Linked DNA regions of Mus musculus: region 2 is linked to region 1. A link is a contact called in public HiChIP or PLAC-seq data. All regions are on one chromosome and are shown on one strand. Each heading gives the region's core, a stretch centred on a gene start, on an enhancer-like site or on the middle of the called end of the contact. The rest is flanking DNA. Distances are from core to core; before and after follow the strand shown.

Region 1 (6,468 bases), core at 1,550-4,049:
GCGTCGATTCCTAGATAAAAACAATCTATGTGAACCCATTTTGGGATGTGGGCTTGGCAAGCACCGAGCCTATGATTATTGAACAGAACAATGAACATTCTGAGGCCGTATTAAGACCCTTCCCCATGTTATACTTGATTGGGCAGTGCAAGGCGCAGCTGAAGGAGAGAAAGCTAGATAGGACATGGGGTTTTTCTGGTTGCTCCTACCCTGGCTTCTGCTAGAGTCATTAAGCCTTTTTAAGGCAGGGTAGCGACTGTTGCTGTGCGGACCTGGAAGGAATTCTTATTATGCTATAATTCCAGAATCTGATACACATCTGAAAAAGAGGTCAAAATGACGAGAGTTTTTCCATAGCTTCTGCCTCAGAAAGGTGTCTGCTTTCTCTACAACCTCTGACAACTTGCATCTCGAAATCACCCTGATCTCCTCCTCCACCACCATTCCATTCCTCTGTGTGGCATCTGGGCAGACTGGATCAAGGGCATCCAAAGCAGTCAAGGCTTCTCTTACGGTTTGCAACAGACCTGACATTGAGCAGCAGGTCCAGGGCGGTTACGCAGCAAGCTGATTTTTCAGTTCTGCAACCTGCTCCCTTGGCATGACTGTCCCTCAGGCTCTCTGGTCACAAGTCCGATGCTTAGTGAAGACATCCAGGCTCATGGGGCAGTCAAGCTGGGAGAGTGGGCAATGCAGCCTGCTGCTGCTGTCTGCAGCTTGTATAGCTTTTCCAGAACTGATCATACTGATCAAAGCCAGTTACTCATCTGCCTCTGAGGTCTTCACGGAACTTTTCTCCAGGAGCACTCTTGGCATGACGGCAAGCAAGCAGGCAGGCAGGCAGGCTAGCAGACCACGATAGGTGATAGGAGCACATATGTCATATGTGCCTCTGGCTTAAATGCATTGGCAGCTGGAGCAGAAGGTAGAAGTCCTATTGCAAAGAGGACTGAGAAGCAAGTGGCCTCAGATCTAATTAGTGACACGAAGAGAGTGGGAATTCTTTTCCAGACTCCATCTTGGTTAAGTCATGTCACCACACTTTGAAACTGTGTCCTCATTTGTAATAAAGGCAGCTAACATTTATTGGGTAAACTTTACTATGTCTGGCATTGAGTTACTCTGAGTGTGTGTGTGTATGCACACACTGATCTCATTTCAAAACCTTAGCAAACATGACTACTTACAAACTCTTTCCATTTAACAGATGAATCTACTGAGGCACATCAACTTGCAACCTGCCCCGCAGCAGAGGAGCTCGGATGTGAACCAGAGCTTATACCCTTATGTAGCTCTTGGTGTTTCTTTAAGGGTGACCTTTATCATCACTCTCCATGTTTCCCTTGAACACAGTAGCTCTTGACCAGGACAGCTGTTATTGCTATGTATTTTTTCTTCTAGAATTTTTTTTACATTATAATTTTACTACTGGCAGAGGAGTTTTGCAACATATACCACATTGACCAGGCCAAAGGAAAACTTTCTGGGGTTGATTCTTTGCTTCAACCTTTAGGTGGGTCCCAGGAATCAAATTCACATTGCTCAGCAAGCCCTTCCACTTGCTGACCCATCTCATCTGCCCTGCTGTGTGCGCTGTGCATCTTTCTTGGTGTATCATCTCATCTGCCCTGCTGTGTGCGCTGTGCATCTTTCTTGGTATATCTCTGAACCATACAATGGCTTGATTGAAATCTATTTTTGCTTATTACCATTGCTTATCCTCTATTGAAGAGCCCAGCACAGGACTGTTTCAAGAAAAGCTAGGTATCTAGGGAAAACATCAAGGTGACATTAGTAAAGGGACAGGATAAGGAAACACCCAAGAGCAGGTGTGAAAAGAAACTAAGAATGTTGGAAGCTCTGGAGGAGGCATTCAGCAGGAGCAGACCTGCTAAGCGGGACTGGGACTTAGACAGGAAGGACGGAACAGCCGCCAGACAAGTTGCTTTAACATTTCCCTTGCCCATCCTGGGGCCTGGGAGAAGCCAGGGGCTGCGTCTATGTACAAGGCAGTGCACACTTCATCTAGAGAACTTTACAGGTGTTTGACTTTAGTGACAATCCTTTTGAGGAACTGTGAATACTGCCTTGATTTTATAGATAAGGAAACTGAGGGTTGCTGATAGCAATCTTTCACTTGATTCACATCGGAAAGATGTTTAATTCACTTTCTACTGCCAGCAACCCCGTGACACTCTGGGGATAACACCTGGTAGAAGGCCTGAACAGCATGTGATGTACCTGTCCTGGACCTGTTCTTATCACAAGACTCCTGGATTATAGCGTGCTCTCTCAAAGCATTCAATTAGCCAATCCCCGGGCTGTCACGAACACCTGTTCAAACCCCAGCAAGAGAGACTCTGTAATTATCTGCCTTCCACAACAAATGCCCTTTTCAGGAAAAGCCATTCTTCCAGGAGAACTCACTCCCACAACCATCAATTTGGAGCAATAGTAAATTGGACCTTTTATTTTTCAGCTTTTGAACAGAGATCCTTAGTGCACCCTCCCAAGCGACTAGTCTGCCAAATGGGCTGGGTTTTTTAAATTTTTTTTTTTAATTTTTAAAGATTGGAAAGAATTCTACAAGCTCTCCTTGCTATTGCTCAAATTCAAACTGTTGATTGTGTGCCTGGCTTATGGTGTGGGCATGGGTGTGTGTGTGTGTGTGAGAGAGAGAGAGAGAGAGAGAGAGACCAAAAGCGCGCGCGGGGGGGGGGGGGGGTGTTCAGAGTTTATAACCAGAACTGCAAGTCACAAGAAAAACTTGTGTTACCAGTATCTTACCTGTCACAACTCAAACCAGGCCAGATAAGCTAACTGCCTATTCTATGGAGCAGTTCATCTAGAAAGGTTAGCCATTCTGAAATGTATGTCTGAAAGCCCAGAAAGGGGCTTTGAAATCTACCAGGCACAGTGAACCCCAGGTCTTATTAACTATAGACTCTGAGTTTGTCTGTTATTGAATCACTCTGGGCTATAGATTTTTCTGTCTGCACAATGGGAATAGCAGCCCAAAATGCCACCTCCAAGCTAAGTGCCACAGGAGAGCCATTTGAGGATCTACGCGGTTCATGCAGATGTGTAGCCTCTCCTTTTCACCCCACTGCAGGAGTTCAAGGGCAGAGAACGAACACAGACAACGCTGGAGGCGTAGACAGTTGTAAACATGTAAAACTCACAAATCATTCTGCAGGCTTTCAAAGAATGACCCTCCCCGTCCCGACTCAAAAGGACAGATGCACTAAAAGAGGGTAGGGCCCAGGTGGGTCACACCCAAATTCCCAGGAGTTAGTTAGTACTGCTGGAAAGAATTCTGGAGCTGGTCACAGTTCTTGTGCGGCACGTTTCTGCAGTGCTGTTCATGGGGGCTTCCTTAAGGGAAGCATATGACAGCTGGACTTTATACGTACACCCTAGTGACCTGTTCAGCGATTAAGAGTTTTAATAGAGTTTTTAATAATTCGGCAATTAGTATTTTAATACTCACTGTGCTGCTAGTTCTATGTTAACGTGACACAAGCTAGAGTCATTTGAGAAAAGGAAACCTCTACGGGCCTGTGGGCACGCTGCCTGTGGGGCACTTTATAAATTGATGATTACATGTGGGGGGGCTCGGCTCACTATGAGCAGTGCTACCACTGGGCTGGCGGTCCTAGGTGCTAAAAGCAAGCAAGCTGAACAAGCCAGCAAGCAGCATTTCTTCATGGCCTCTGCTTCAGTTTCTGCCTCCAGGTTTCTGCTCTGACTTTCCTGGATACTGGACTGCTACCTGGAAATGTAAACTGAAATTAACCCTTTCCTCCCCAAGTTGCTTTTGGTCATGGTGTTTTCCACAGCAAATAGACCCTCTAGGTCTTTCATACTCTATTGTGATGTCGTGAAAACAACCTGCATGCTTCGTTATAAAAGATGCGGGCTTGCTAAGCAAAGGGTGGGGTCCGGATCAAATGCTCGGAATTCCAAGTCCTATTTATCTTACCGCCATAGCCTTGGGGCCAGAAAACTAAACAGTAGGCAGGAAAATGGCAAGGACATTCATTGCCACTGCTACAGCAGCTCAGCAAAGGCGAGGCAAGACCACAGAAAACACCTTGACCAGAGGGCAAGGATGGCTCTCAGCCTTCTAGCACAGTGACTTAGAGATCAGACGGTGACGTAAGGGATGTCTCTGCACTAATCTCAACTCTACCACTTAGATTAACTAAGTCTTACTCTATGGACATTAGAAGAGAAAAACCAATTATCTAAACTCCACGAGGTTGTTGTGACGATAACACATATTAAATAGTACAGAAAGACGTTGCTAAATGTTCATACGTTTATCTCCCAGTAGATGTGGACTATTGGAAATAGTATTAACTGCAAGAGACAAAACAATACTGAAGCTCTCTTTGGTGGCCATCTCTTTTGGCTGGCTGCAAACGTCAGTTGGCTTGGATATTTTGCCGTACAACACAGGAGGAAGTCCGGATCAGTATGGCAGAGGCAAGGGGACACTTACCGCCAGGATGGCGATGACGATCCCCACCGCACAGAGCACAGCATCGTTTATAGTCTCACTGACTTTCAGGGGATACTTGATGCTCTCGTCATTGCAGTAAAACCCTCGACGGTAAGGCTTAATGGTGCTTGTCTCGATGATGAGGAAGGGCAGAGCCGCTGGGAATACACACATGGGGGGAGGGGAGAGAAAAGAGAAGCTATCAGTGCAAAGGAGCCGAAGGGGAACACCTTACAGCAAAGGCTAGTCCAAGTATCAGATGGAAATACTAATGAAATTCCTACATTTGTGGTGTTGTTTGCGGTATTCTGTAGCATCTGTGGCGCTTTCACTACAGGAGTCCCCTCCCCCCTTTCATCAGCCCAGAGAATATGGCATTGTTCTCTTATTTGTTTTTTACCAAAGCACTCAACGAGGTAGTGAAAGAGTAGGGAATGGGGTCTTCCATAGCTCTACCAAACCCTGATACAAATTAATACCAGATCTTTAAGAATAATTAACGCAACCCAAGGCTAACGATATTCAGTTAGGTGTCCGGAGTGACCTCTCTGGGGCCCTCATCTCTGCTCTTAGAAGCTCGTCTGAAGACCACTTTCCATGCAGTTGCGCAGCCATCAGAGTCAGACAGCTTGGAGTTGAATCCCAGGTCCACCAGCTCCCAGCCATAGCTCCTGGTCTCAGTCAAACTCCCCCATCTCAGGCACCTCACAGGAAACGCGTGTGATGGGCAGTACTTTCCCATACATAAAGCCTCGTTGAAAGGGTCTGGCTCAACAGATGCCATTTCCAAGTCTTTCCCCTCACTATTCAGAGTCATAGACTTGAATTGAGCTCAGCCCTTCCATCTGATATACCAGGTCAGAGCCCAGGGGCACAGGAAGTACCAGGCAGATCTTAAAGCAGTGGCTGGTTATCAATGGCCTGCTAGTTCCACTCTCTCAGAAGTCATTGCTATTAGATTTTACCACCTGCCCAGACATTCCTCAAAGCCTGGAAGCAAAGAGCAAATGTCCACTGGAAGTCTTGCACGGATTCTATAGTCATCTCCTACTAGGGAACTTCTTGCTTCCAGAGACCCATTACATAGCCCTGGATGTTCTGAAACTCACAGAGATCCACCTGCCTCTGCCTCCCAAGTGCTGGGATCAAAGGCGTGTGCCACCACACCTGGCTGATTTACTTCTTGAAAGGCTCTGACATGAGCATGTTATTGCCCTGCTAAAGTGCCACTAAAGGCTCTCCCGAGAGAGAGAGAGAGAGAGAGAGAGAGAGAGAGAGAAAGAGAGAGGGAAAGAGAGAGAGAGAGAACCATAAAGCCTCTCACCCTGCCCAAGGCATGTCCCAGATCAGAACCTTGCTCCACCAGCCTCTGAGAGTCCTCGACAGGAAGGAGATACGTACAGGGTCTGGCTCACACAAATCCTGAGACTGACAAAGGACTGTCTCTGTGTTTGTGTTTATAATAAACCAGAGAGGTCACTCTAAAGCATCCTTTAAGCACTACGCCCCCTTCTTCAAGGGGAAAATCAAGAGGAATCTTTCACTCTTTTAGAGCTTAATGTCAACCACTCTAAGTGCCTAAATCCTTAATTTAACACTGCAAATTGGTTTCATCCAAATGTGAAATTCATTTGTGTAGGGGGGAGGGAAATATAGGGGGGGTAAACCAAAATAAGCAGTTGTTTAAAAAGTAAAATTCTCTTTTCATTTTTTAAAAAAATTATATTCATGTCACATTGCTCAAAGCCCCAGGTCGCCTCTGAAAAAGAAAAAAGTTCCATGAGCTGCACAATTTTTCAATTACTTTGGTCCAGACCAGCAGTGATAAAAACACGAGCTTTCCAAAAAAAAAAAAAAAAAAAAAAAAAGTATATTTATGTATCACAGTGCATACACACACGGATTTATTTGGTTTTATTCTTTGGATTTATTTGAATTCTACGGCTGTTTATTTTGTGCCCCCT
Region 2 (5,823 bases), core at 1,965-4,464, 100 kb before region 1:
TCATTTGCATCATCTGACTTTGGCCACTTGCAGGCTCCTTTCTACATGATTTTCCAATTTCTCCTCTGCTCTGCTCTTTGCTCTCTATTCTTACTATAAAGCTGGCTAAAAGTAATGAGCAACAGCCATACCACAGCCTGCAGGTGATGCTATCTTGAACTCGTCTTTATTTCCAGCCGTAGCATGAGTCGTCTTTAGCCCAGTTCCCAATAGACTTTATTCTCACGTGGAATCTCACAAGCATAATTTTTACTGTCCACGTTTCTAACAGCATTCTGGTCCTCAAATTCCCATCAGAATCACCTATTCATTTCTGCTAATAACATCACAGGGCTTCTCTATCCTGTACCTCCATACTTTACTAGAATTTATTTCCCACAGTTTAACACAGTACCAGAACACCTCTATGATGCCGAATCTCTGTACTGGTTCCTTTTTTTTTTTTTCCAATACTCTGATAACATACCTGACAGAACCAACTTAATGTATGAAGGATTTATTTTGGCTCAGTTTCAGAGGCAGTCCATCACAGTAGGGAGGGCCTATCACAGGGGAACAGTTCGATCCATCCCTGTGGGAACTGCCATATGGTATAGACCACAGGAGGCAGAAAAGCAAGCCAGAATGAGGAGGCAGGCATAGCGTTTAAGGGCCTATTCCTAGTAACCTACTCTTCCAGCTAGATCTGACTTCTTCAAAACAGCATCTAGAGCCGAGGAGAAGCCATTCAGGACGTGAACCTGTGCTGGACATTCCAGAGTCAAACCATAACAAGGACTTGAACACATCTCATTTTGCCTTTAATTTTGTAGATCTCATTCATCACCAAAGTTACTCAAGACAGCAGTGTTTTATTCCCCACCACAAACGTTCACTGTGATTTTAAAATTATTTATTCATTTTATGTATATGTGTACACTGTAGCTGTCTTCAGACACACCAGCAGAGGGCAACCATTACAGATGGTTGTAAGCCACCATGTGGTTTCTGGGAACTGAACTCATGACCTCTGTCTGAAAAAGCAGTTGGTGTTCTTAACCACTGACTGAGCCATCTCCCCAGCCTTCACTGTGATTTTTACATACATTTAAATAATAGTATGTTGGGGTGGGGGGAGGAAGAGTGGTTCTAGAGAGATAACTCAGCAGCTAAAAGCACTGGCTACTTTTCCATAGGAGCCTGGTTGATTCCCAGCATACACAGGCATTTCACAACCATCCCTAACACCATTTCCAGGAGGTCTGAGGCCACCAGGCAAGCACTTGGTGCATGAAGGCAAAATGCTCAAACACACAAAATAAATAAATGTTTAAAAACTCTTCAGGGTTATACTGTTTTGTCACGTTGTAAAAATCTATCCTGGAAAGCTTAGCATTTGGATGATGCTCAAAATGTGATACTTTAAGGTTAGTTGTGTACTACTTAGTTTAATAAGTGCCTCCTAGGAGGCTGGTGAGATGGCTCAATGGGTAAGAGCACCTGACTGCTCTTCCGAAGGTCTGGAGTTCAAATCCCAACAACCATATGGTGGCTTACAACTGGCTCACAACCATCTGTAACAGCTACAGTGTACTTACATATAAATAAATAAATCTTTTTTAAAAAATAATAAGTGCTATAGAAAATTACTTGCTACTAAATTACCTTCTATTCAGTCTTTGGGAACCCTGGGAACTACTGACCCTTTTATTGTGGCTGTGGTGCTCCTGTTTCTAGAACATGTGTGGGGGTTATATGGTATGTGGCCATTTCAGATAAGATTCCCTTATTTAGCAACATGTACTATAATCTAGCTTTGTCTTTTCATAACTTGATAGTTTCTTGGTTTTCAAAAATCATGAAATATGCTGGGTGATGGTGGTACATGTCTTTAATCCCAGCACTTGGGAGGCAGAGGCAGGAGGATCTCTTGAGTTCAAGGACAACCTGGTCTGCAGAGCTAGTTCCAGGACAGCCAAGGCTAAAATGAAGAAACCCTGTCATGGAGGGAAAAAAATCATGAGATAATATTCCATCTTACATACATGCCACAATTTGTCTAGTTGTTTGCTTATTGCAGGACATTGTGTGGCTATGAATTTCCCATGCCTTAATTATGCAAGTAAGATGATAGTGTGTGGTTTTCTTCAGGCCTGTTTTAAACCAGTTGAGACATATCTGCAAATACAATCGCTACATTACATGATGAGAGTATATTTAAATAGTTTTGTAAGAAATGACCATGCTTTTCTTCATAGCTAAACATTAGAAGCACAACTTTCATTCACAAGCAGTGCCTGAAACTCTCCTTTCACACTGGGTTGGGCTTCTAACAGTTGCAGGGTAATAATACCTCATGGTCTTGATATCTTGTAACTCCCTGATGACAAATAACTTTGTTCCTCTATCCACACAAGCATTTGCCTTTCTAGTATCTCATTTGATAAGGCCTCTATTTAGATTAAATTGTTTTCTTATCATTGAGTTCACAAGCTCTGTGTATACTTTGAATATAACTCCTTTATCAGACATGTGTTTTGTAAATATTTTCTCCCGTCCTGTGACTAGTCTTCAGGCCATCTTAATAGCATCTTTCAGAGAGGAGGCTTAATTGCAGTGAGCAACCTCTCCTCCCACAGGTGATGCCGCCTTTGATGTACCTCAGAGCTCATCACCAAACCGAGGGGCTCTAAATATGGCTGGCCTCTTACACAACCACTGAATCACTGCTCTTAAAGGGGGAGGACATTATCTTCATTTTATAAGAGAAAGTTGTCTACCACATTGTTTCCCTCTCAAGTATCTTTAAACATGCAAAAGGCACCAGAAGAAAAGAGGTAGTCAACAGTAGCCTAAGACAGAGCCTGACTATCCAAGAGCATAGCTGTATTTGCTGTAATGAGACTATCAAGTTGTCATTTCTGAAGTACACAGTCAGCCCTCCACTTACCAATACCATCACACTATCAGCATTTCCCCCAACCACTATTGCTGCCACCACCAGAACGAACACACACACACACACACACACACACACACACACACACACACACCACTAGTGCTCTGACAAAGCAGGTGCCTTATTAGCGAATGTCCTGTTTTTAATTGGTTGATGTCACTTCACCCAGAACAGTGACATGCTTCACCAGGGACTTTGGAGCCCCAGTTTGGGGAGTAAACCAGACTGTCTGCAAGGAAGGTCAGGCTTAAGTGCCTCACCAATGTCACACAGCTAACAAGTGCCAGGATCTGTCAGGAATGAGGTACTCTGTAGCCAGTGACCCAGAGAGGTCTGGAGGCTCAGTGACGGTGCCAGGGCCCTTGGCAAAGACATCCCCATGCTCAGGATGACAATGCCATTTAAAGAGCTAACCCTCGGCAGAGTGAAAAAGAAGGTGAGGGTCCGGGACCCGCCGAACTTAGGAAATTAGTCTGAACAGGTGAGAGGGTGCGCCAGAGAACCTGACAGCTTCTGGAACAGGCGGAAGCACAGAGGCGCTGAGGCAGCACCCTGCGTGGGCCGGGGACAGCCGGCCACCTTCCGGACCAGAGGACAGGTGCCCACCCGGCTGGGGAGGCGGCCTAAGCCACAGCAGCAGCGGTCGCCATCTTGGTCCGGGACCCGCCGAACTTAGGAAATTAGTCTGAACAGGTGAGAGGGTGCGCCAGAGAACCTGACAGCTTCTGGAACAGGCAGAAGCACAGAGGCGCTGAGGCAGCACCCTGTGTGGGCCGGGGACAGCCGGCCACCTTCCGGACCGGAGGACAGGTGCCCGCCCGGCTGGGGAGGCGACCTAAGCCACAGCAGCAGCGGTCGCCATCTTGGTCCGGGACCCGCCGAACTTAGGAAATTAGTCTGAACAGGTGAGAGGGTGCGCCAGAGAACCTGACAGCTTCTGGAACAGGCGGAAGCACAGAGGCGCTGAGGCAGCACCCTGCGTGGGCTGGGGACAGCCGGCCACCTTCCGGACCAGAGGACAGGTGCCCACCCGGCTGGGGAGGCGGCCTAAGCCACAGCAGCAGCGGTCGCCATCTTGGTCCGAGACCCGCCGAACTTAGGAAATTAGTCTGAACAGGTGAGAGGGTGCGCCAGAGAACCTGACAGCTTCTGGAACAGGCAGAAGCACAGAGGCGCTGAGGCAGCACCCTGTGTGGGCCGGGGACAGCCGGCCACCTTCCGGACCAGAGGACAGGTGCCCGCCCGGCTGGGGAGGCAACCTAAGCCACAGCAGCAGCGGTCGCCATCTTGGTCCCGGGACTCCAAGGAACTTAGGAATTTAGTCTGCTTAGGTGAGAGTCTGTACCACCTGGGAACTGCCAAAGCAACACAGTGTCTGAGAAAGGTCCTGTTTTGGGCCTTCTTCTTCGGCCAGGAGGAGGTCCAAATACAAGATATCTGCGCACCTTCCCTGTAAGAGAGCTTGCCAGCAGAGAGTGCTCTGAGCACTGAAACTCAGAGGAGAGAATCTGTCTCCCAGGTCTGCTGATAGACGGTAACAGAATCACCAGAAGAACAATCTCTAAACAGAGTCAACTATAACTACTAACTCCAGAGATTACCAGATGGCGAAAGGTAAACGGAGGAATCTTACTAACAGGAACCAAGACCACTCACCATCACCAGAACCCAGCACACCCACTTCGCCCAGTCCAGGGAACCCCAACACACCTGAGAACCTAGACCTAGATTTAAAAGCATATCTCATGATGATGGTAGAGGACATCAAGAAGGACTTTAATAAATCACTTAAAGAAATACAGGAGAACACTGCTAAAGAGTTACAAGTCCTTAAAGAAAAACAGGAAAACACAATCAAACAGGTAGAAGTCCTTACAGAAAAAGAGGAAAAAACATACAAACAGGTGATGGAAATGAACAAAACCATACTAGACCTAAAAAGGGAAGTAGACACAATAAAGAAAACTCAAAGCGAGGCAACACTAGAGATAGAAACCCTAGGAAAGAAATCTGGAACCATAGATTTGAGCATCAGCAACAGAATACAAGAGATGGAAGAGAGAATCTCAGGTGCAGAAGATTCCATAGAGAACATCGGCACAACAATCAAAGAAAATGGAAAATGCAAAAAGATCCTAACTCAAAATATCCAGGAAATCCAGGACACAATAAGAAGACCAAACGTACGGATAATAGGAGTGGATGAGAATGAAGATTTTCAACTCAAAGGTCCAGCAAACATCTTCAACAAAATTATTGAAGAAAACTTCCCAAATCTAAAGAATGAGATGCATATGAACATACAAGAAGCCTACAGAACTCCAAATAGACTGGACCAGAAAAGAAATTCCTCCCGACACATAATAATCAGAACATCAAATGCACTAAATAAAGATAGAATACTAAAAGCAGTAAGGGAAAAAGGTCAAGTAACATATAAAGGCAAGCCTATCAGAATTACACCAGATTTTTCACCAGAGACTATGAAAGCCAGAAGAGCCTGGACAGATGTTATACAGACACTAAGAGAACACAAACTGCAGCCCAGGCTACTATACCCAGCCAAACTCTCAATTATCATAGAGGGAGAAACCAAAGTATTCCACGACAAAACCAAATTCACGCATTATCTCTCCACGAATCCAGCCCTTCAAAGGATAATAACAGAAAAAAACCAATACAAGAACGGGAACAACGCCCTAGAAAAAACAAGAAGGTAATCCCTCAACAAACCTAAAAGAAGACAGCCACAAGAACAGAATGCCACCTTTAACAACTAAAATAACAGGAAGCAACAATTACTTTTCCTTAATATCTCTTAACATCAATGGTCTCAACTCGCCAATAAAAAGACATAGACTAACAAACTGGCTACACAAACAAGA

Evidence for each region. HiChIP or PLAC-seq counts read pairs in DNA pulled down with a chosen protein or histone mark.
Region 2: a contact with region 1 is called in an H3K27ac HiChIP or PLAC-seq map of embryonic stem cells, with 22 read pairs. The contact joins two enhancer-like sites. A contact is called at or near these places in 2 of 15 datasets of contacts at CTCF or cohesin (large pre-B cells and pro-B cells), 5 of 484 Hi-C or Micro-C datasets (bone marrow-derived macrophages, cardiac endothelial cells, liver and 1 more) and 7 of 115 datasets of contacts at active chromatin or transcription factors (embryonic stem cells and pancreatic cancer cells).

Annotation. Positions count from the first base shown.
Region 1 is chr4:105,192,997-105,199,464 of GRCm38.p6, reverse strand. It overlaps Plpp3 (phospholipid phosphatase 3), which reads right to left. Exons shown (of 6, transcript NM_080555.2): 2 at 4,505-4,662. Among named protein-coding and RNA genes, the nearest start is that of Plpp3, 39 kb to the right of the region's middle. Within about 2 kb of position 2,799, at least 21 of the 459 cell types and tissues checked have an H3K27ac peak or open chromatin away from gene starts, as enhancers often do. A contact at or near this core is called in embryonic stem cells, where this site is marked.
Region 2 is chr4:105,296,937-105,302,759 of GRCm38.p6, reverse strand. No RefSeq gene overlaps it. Among named protein-coding and RNA genes, the nearest start is that of Gm40217, 19 kb to the left of the region's middle. Within about 2 kb of position 3,214, at least 4 of the 459 cell types and tissues checked have an H3K27ac peak or open chromatin away from gene starts, as enhancers often do. A contact at or near this core is called in embryonic stem cells, where this site is marked.